Regions from separate parts of the Mus musculus genome. Here region 1 is linked to region 2. A link is a contact called in public HiChIP or PLAC-seq data. All regions are on one chromosome and are shown on one strand. The core of a region is the stretch at or near the end of the contact, and the rest is flanking DNA. Distances in the headings are between cores, read along the strand shown. Region 1 holds the start of Sox1ot (Sox1 overlapping transcript). Region 2 has its middle 110 kb from the start of Gm33029.

Region 1 (3,486 bases), core at 79-2,578, 260 kb after region 2:
GGAGTTATCATCCCTTTAAGAAAAGAAAGAAAAAAGAAAGTTTGCTCCTGGAACATTTCCTAGGTGTCGCAGAGGGTTTGGGTCTCCAGTCCAAAGTGCTGACACCTTCCTACAGTTAGGGACCAAAGGGGAAAGAGAGACCTGGAAGCGAGGAGAAACTGAAAGCCAGACTTGAGCGGCTGCAGCCGGGCTCCTTCTCAGAGGTTCTCTCCTGAGCTGCATCCCGTCCCGGGCCGTTCACCCTGCTTAGCGGTGGGCTGGTCGGCAGCTCCAGCCTTGCAGAGGCCAGGGTCAGGGACCCGCCAAAGGAGGGGATTACAGAGTGTTGGGAGGGTCGTGCCCCCCCCCCACCCATGCAGACAGGCTGGCCACGCAATGGCTACTGCCCCTGAGAGTCCCGCCCCACTCCCTCTCCCTGTGTGCACCCTGACAGACTCCTGTCTGGGCGACTTTCTTTTTCTTTTTCTTTTTTTCTTTTCTTTCCTTTTTCTTCGTCTTGTCTTTTTTAACCTGAGAGCTTTGTGTTCACACACTGATCCTTAGACTCTGTCTTTCCTTCTGTTGCTGCCCTTGGTAGAGCGAGCACTGGAGGGGGGTGGGGTTGAGGAGCGCATCGTAGGAGGGGGGAAACCTGCCCTCGCTGCTCCGGGGGAGGCCTGGCGCAGCGCCCACGTCCAAGGTGTCCCCTCGGCGAGACAACAAAGCTCCAGCCGAGAGCAGAGCTGAAAAAAACCCACTGCGAGGACGCGGTGGGGGCGGAGGGGGCGCGCGGCTCAGATCCCGCGCAATGACCGCGCTGACTCAGGAGTGCGGGTGGGGGCGTCCCTCCTGCAAGAGGTAGGGAAAGCCGGAAAGCCGCTCCAGGTGACAGTCGCCGCCCGTGGGATGCCACAAGTGACTGCTGACAGGGATAGGGGGTGCCATCGTCTCTGGAGGAGGGGGAGGAATCCCTATGGTCCAAGGGTCCCGAACCTCTGCGGTCGGGCCAGCGGGAGGGGCGGCGGGCGCCGGCGAATAGGGAGCGGCGGGGACCCGGCTGGGGAGCGGCTAGAGGAGGGCGAGCAGCGGCTCCACCTCCCCGCTCGGCTCGGCGTCCCAGCTGCTCGCGAAGCAACGGCTCCCTTCTATTCACTGCCGAGCAGGAACAAAAACGCGGCTATTTATTAGAATACTTGTTTGGTATTGTTCAGTGCCACACAAAAGGCGCTTCATTATGTGGCGGGATCCCCCTTTTCCAGAGAGAAACAATAACCTGAAATTGTCTTGCGAGTCTTTTCTATCAATAATAAATTTCATTTTCTTGTCTCTCTCGCCTGCAGTGTGTGCGTCTGCGAGTGTGTGTGCCGAACGAGGAGCAAGGAGCTTGTGCGAGCGAGTGTGCGAGCGGGGGTGCGCGTGTGAGTGTGCGTGCGCGTGGCGCGGGCGCCGTCGCTGCTCGGAGCCTGGCCGGGCCGGGGTCCGCGGGCTTCAGCGCGTGCGCTTGGCCTGCGGGGAGCCCAGGTCCCACGCGGCCCGCAACCAGACAGGGCTGCGAAGGTGCAGGCGGGCCAAGCGCTGCGGACCCGGCGGGCTGCAGGAAGAACTAACTGTAAGTGTGTCTCGAACTCGCGCGCGGGGGCTCCACCGGCCGAGCAGGGATTGGTGGCGGGAGAGGCGCAAGGATGGACGCGGGTCTCCATCGATACTTTCCGGGAGGTTGTGCAGGGTGCTCGCAACCTGCTGGCCTCTGTGGAGAGTGGCCCGGTAAGGGGGGGGGGATGAGCTTCCGAGCGGTCTCGCGGGTCCATTGGTCATTTTCTTATCTGTAAGTTCACTCCTCCCCGGTCCTTAGCCTTTCGGATTGGCCACCGCCCAACGGCCCAACGCCTTGTCTAGGTGGATCGCCCTTCAAGATGGAGAAGAAGGGAGATCGAGCCCTGTGGCTACGGGGGCAAGATTTAGTGGGTGGCGGTACTCCTTCAGGTCGCCTGCCTCCGCCCCGCCCCCGGCCCTACCGAGGCCAGGCTGCGGGCTCTTTGCCACCACCCGAGGCAGCATCGAGAACTAAACCCACGGGTTGAAATTACCTTCAAAAAATTAACATGTTGAAGCGTGTGCCACTTAGTGAGAGGTGTTTTGGGCAAAGAATCAATTTTACTTTGACTGACCGACAGACTTGACTGTATTAATTCTGCTACAAAAAAAAAAAAAATCAATCAGCCGGGAGCCCTCTACTCGCAGAGTGCCTTTGGACCCGGTCCCTGCCCAGAAGCCGCACTGGCGCGGTGGAGGTCGTGCGCCGGCGAGAGGAGGACTCCCGCAGTCTGATCTTGAGGACTGCACGCCTCGAGGGCCCTCCCTAGGTAGGGGTGACCCTGGCATAAAGGCCCAGCCTAGGTGGTGGCGTCCTCCCTCGTCAAACGCACCATTAGGGTTTGGTTTGGGTTTTTGTTGTTGTTGTTGTTGTTTTTGTTTTTTGTTTTTAGTTAAACTTGTGCACACTCAGAAGTCTCTAGGACACCGCTGACCACCCTCATCTGCACCCTCTTTTACCCAGTTCCAGTAGCAGGCAGACGGAAGTAGTCAGCGTCTTTCAGAGGTGAAATGGATTTTCGGCACGGGCTAGAGTCGATGAGCGAGCAAGGCGGACAGACACATCATCGACCTAGGCAGGGACCAGACAGGCCGCCTCCACTGGCAGGAAACAGGTGTTTGAAGGCGATAGAGGCCTCCAGTCAATTAACCCATTAAAGGCCCGCTTTCTGCCATTGATTTCCTGCAGTGCGAAGCCCCCCCCCCCGCCCCGCCCCGCGTTCTGGATGCCCCTTTGTGGAAAGCTGGGCTTGGAAGGTAGCTGCTTTCATTGCACCCTGATAGGTTCAGAGGAGGTTTTTCCCTCCCGCTGGAGAGAAGAGTCCTACTTGGTCCTCAGTAGTTTTATCTCCTGCAGCTTGGCGGGTGGGTGTCGCTGCTAGGAAACACCCTCACTGGCCACAGGCCCAGTAGAGCTGGGGTGTGAACACTGACTGTGGTCAAATTCAGCATCCTCAGGAAAGAGGAAAGAGAGTTGTCCCCCTCCTGCACTCCGTCAGGTTTCCTCACCTAGGAGTTTTAGGACAGAGCAAGGCAGACCTTGTAGCACTACCTGAACAAGGACTCCCACGGGAGATGTTTGGGCGCTCAGTGAAGTTGAACAGAAAGCCACCAGGTGGCTTCCTACTGGGCCCTACTAAAGCGATTGAGCCTGGGAGTTAAAGACTGAGGAAGAGGCTGGAAAGGGTGACTGGGGTGGAGGGAAGTGGTCCCTCAGGAGAAACCTCCCACAGATGTTCTGCCTCCGAGGTTTGTAGTCTCACCCGCTGCTCCCAGCAATGAGCCCAACACTGCAGGACGGAGGGAGGGAGGGAGGGAGGGAGGGAGAGAGAGAGAGAGAGAGAGAGAGAGAGAGAGAGAGAGAGAGAGAGAGAGAGAGAGAATACTCCATGTGGCCGACCTGAATCCAGAGGG
Region 2 (3,481 bases), core at 452-2,951:
AGATAGTTCTCATTTGCTGAAGATGGATATCCATCCTTCCATAGGCACTGTGGAGTCTCCTAGCAGAAGAAACAAGACACAGCAGCTGGCTTAGAACATGGCACTGCTGGGCTATGGCAAGTCCCCTAAGAGAGTGAGTTGCCTACCCAGACAGCCTTGTTTAGCCTCTAGTATCTCTTACATTACCACTGGGAAGTGGAGGAAGATGAAGCCACAGTGTGTGTCATGTTCTGATACTCAGCACAGTAGAGGACAATGAGAATCCCAAGCCATAGGGTGAACATGAGTCCAAAATACCCCAGCTGTAATTGAGAGAGCCACTAAGATAAAAAGTCTGTCTGTCTGTCTGCCTGTCTGTTTGTCTGTCTCCTGGCTGCCTCTCCCTTTCTCTCTCTCCCTTGCTGCCCCTCCCTGTTTTTTTTCTCCTCTTACACACTCAGAACAAAAGATCACCCATGGGTCTTTGCAAAGTTCTCAGTATTCGGTGGCAAAAGCTTTGCACATTCAAACGTTTTGAGCCTTTGTTTCCTTGTGGACATTGGTGTCCATGGGGCTGGTGGAAGGTCTGGAGCAAAGTGACTCTGGTGCCCAGGGCTCTGAGGGGGTATCTCGGTTGCTTATGAGTAAAACACTTTATATAAATTTTGAGGAAAATATTTAGGCTCTATTTTTCTTCCACGGGATGTAGAAATTTCTTTTAGCTTGCCTGAACTCTCCCTGCTAGATTTAATGGGAGAAAATGACTTCTAGATTCAAAGATAGACAGATCCTCACTCTGCACTTCCTGAGACGGCCATGCCAACCAGCCCGCTCTCTAAGGATGCATCCCTCCCACAGTTCTGAGAGAGACTTCCGTTGCTCCCTTTCTTTCTCTGCGCTGCTGTGAGGGCTAGGGCAGATTTTGGTTCACATGAAAGTGCACAGTGTTAACTAGGTGACATATGGGTGGGGGGACACTCCTGCTTGTCCACTGCAGTCAGGGGGGCCGTTTCCATAGAGATAAGAAGCAGAAGTGCTCATGCAGCCTAATTGGTATGCATCCCAGGTTTGGGTTCATTGTGCCTGTGCTAATGACAGGGTTGTCTCAATAATAAGGATGGTGCACACTGGAAAAATTCGCTGCCTTCGTATATTTTTCCCTGGCAGAGAACTACTTAGAGACCGTAGTCAGAAAGAAGAGTGACTGGCAGGCTTAAGGGGCTGCTTAGCAGCATATGGGGAAGGCTGGTGCTCCGTGCCACGTGCATATGCTGCCATTAAACTCCAGCTTGGCGCTTTGTGTGCTCCTGGTCGCATGCCAGGAAGCCCACCTGCTGCAAGAATACTTATAAAGCCCAACTCAAAAGTGATTGAAAAGCTCCTAGAATAAACTGTAATAACACAGTAACACAGTGCCTCACAGATGGGGCATAATTGCGAGCTAAAGTGTACAGCCTCTGTGGTAATGAAAACACGAGCCATTAAATTAAAATCACAAGGGAAAAAACGATAAAAGTCTGTTGATTTTTTTTTTTTTAGTTTTATTGCAAAAACTTCAATTTTCCTGCCCTCATTAATCAAATACCATAAAACTATAGTGTCATTTTGTTCTGGGGGGAGATGCAGGCAATTAAAATGATGAGTGTTGATTAAAATGATGTAACTTTGGTTGTTTGCTTGCACGGATAAGTTAGACACTCTGTAACTGGAGCCTGGGGCTTCTGACACACATCCGTCCGCTGGCAGACACAAGCGCCTCTGGAATCTTCCAGAGACAGGGGCCATGCCAGAGGAAGAGCTTGGCTCTATTTTCAATATCAATACATTTAAGAAGTAAATTCTTTCTTCCTCATCGGCACACTCTTTTTCTGAAACATTAGTGATTCTCCTTTTTCTTTTTTTTTTTATAACTGAGAGACTTGCTAAGCTACGTAAGTAAACACAGGAACTCCCAAAGCCTCATCAATGCCATTGTAATTAGCCGTGGGCCAGGCTTGGAGCTGCAGGCTGGCACCCGGGCAGGCTGAATGGGCTCGGCAGGGCTCCGAGACGTCGCCCCTCAGCCGCCAGCAGCTCCTGAGCATCATTGTTCTCTTGCTGTCTGTGGGTGGGCCCTGGAGGAGAAAGAAACATTTGTCAATGCTGCACCCAAGTAAACAGCCTTGAAAAGACTTTCTTCCTTTCTGATTGTGTGTTTCTTCTGTGCTCTTCAGGGCAAAGTGGGGAGATTCCCACCCATTTAAAGACGGAAAGAGCCTGGGGCAGAGTGCCTGACCTAAGGGTACAGATAGAGACAGGTGTCAGCTTCTTGTCCCCCAGGACAGAATCTGACAGCTGCTGCACCATTCCCATACCTTCACCTTCTAGGCAAAGGACACCTGGGCTGTTTCTCTGAGCACATCTCTTGCTATGAGGAGGGTCTTGGCAGTCGCTAGAGGTGCTAAGGAAACATTTACCACAGTGCCTGCCCCTCCTCAGGCTGCTTGGCTGCCGGGTCCCCAACAGAGCCACATCCTGCAGCTGTGGGGATACTGTGGACAACAGTGTGGGGGAGTGGGTTGAAAAATCATAACCAGAAACACTACTGACATTGTCAGAGCAGACCTGAGGCAGGCTGACAATGCCCGGGCTTCAGATGACAGACAGATGAAAGAGGGCAGGAAGAATCCAGGCAGCACTGACTCAAGCCTTTCTCAGGGACAGGGATAGGCTGTGGCACCATTTTTTTTTTTTTTTTAAGAATGAGTCATTCTGAGTGGGCAGATGGGCCTATACTAGGTCGTGCAGCTATGGTGGCCCAGAGGCAAGGGAGTAGCTAGGCTCAGGTACTGACTGATCTATAGGAGGCTGTCTGCTTGCAGGTCCCAAGTCAATCAGTTTGAATCAGCTCAGTTTACCACATTATAAGCTGCCCTTCCTGTGAAGGACCATGTAGGGCCTTCTGTCTTGTGACCACCTCAGCACTAATACTGTATCCTCTTTCACCAGTGATGGTTGTGTGGCTGATCTGGAGAGACCTCCATTGTTTACCTGGCCTGGGGCAGTGGTACCAGGAATGCATAGTAACACTTCCTATAGGCCAATGGCACCAGGGACACATAGTAACACTTCTCACAGACTAATGGCACTAGGGACACATAGTAACACTTCCTATAGGCCAATGGCACCAGGGACACATAGTAACACTTCTCACAGACTAATGGCACCAGGGACACATAGTAACACTTCCTATAGGCCAATGGCACTAGGGACACATAGTAACACTTCCTATAGGCCAATGGCACCAGGGACACATAGTAACACTTCTCACAGACTAATGGCACCAGGGACACATAGTAACACTTCCTATAGGCCAATGGCACTAGGGACACATAGTAACACTTCCTATAGGCCAATGGCACCAGGGACACATAGTAACACTTCTCACAGGCCAGTGGCACCAGGGACACATAGTAACACTTCTCACAGGCCAGTGGCACCAGGGACACATAGTAACACTTCT

The links. HiChIP or PLAC-seq counts read pairs in DNA pulled down with a chosen protein or histone mark.
Region 1: a contact with region 2 is called in an H3K4me3 HiChIP or PLAC-seq map of embryonic basal ganglia, with 5 times the contacts expected there. The contact joins the promoter of Sox1ot here to the enhancer-like site in region 2. A contact is called at or near these places in 4 of 484 Hi-C or Micro-C datasets (ganglionic eminence, nephron progenitors, neural progenitor cells and 1 more) and 14 of 115 datasets of contacts at active chromatin or transcription factors (SST interneurons, astrocytes, craniofacial prominence and 9 more).

The regions. Positions count from the first base shown.
Region 1 is chr8:12,384,443-12,387,928 of GRCm38.p6, forward strand. Sox1ot (Sox1 overlapping transcript) reads left to right here and starts at 1,329. Exons shown (of 8, transcript NR_027975.2): 1 at 1,329-1,588.
Region 2 is chr8:12,125,565-12,129,045 of GRCm38.p6, forward strand. No RefSeq gene overlaps it. Among named protein-coding and RNA genes, the nearest start is that of Gm33029, 110 kb to the right of the region's middle. Within about 2 kb of position 1,702, at least 68 of the 459 cell types and tissues checked have an H3K27ac peak or open chromatin away from gene starts, as enhancers often do. A contact at or near this core is called in SST interneurons, astrocytes, embryonic basal ganglia and 5 more, where this site is marked.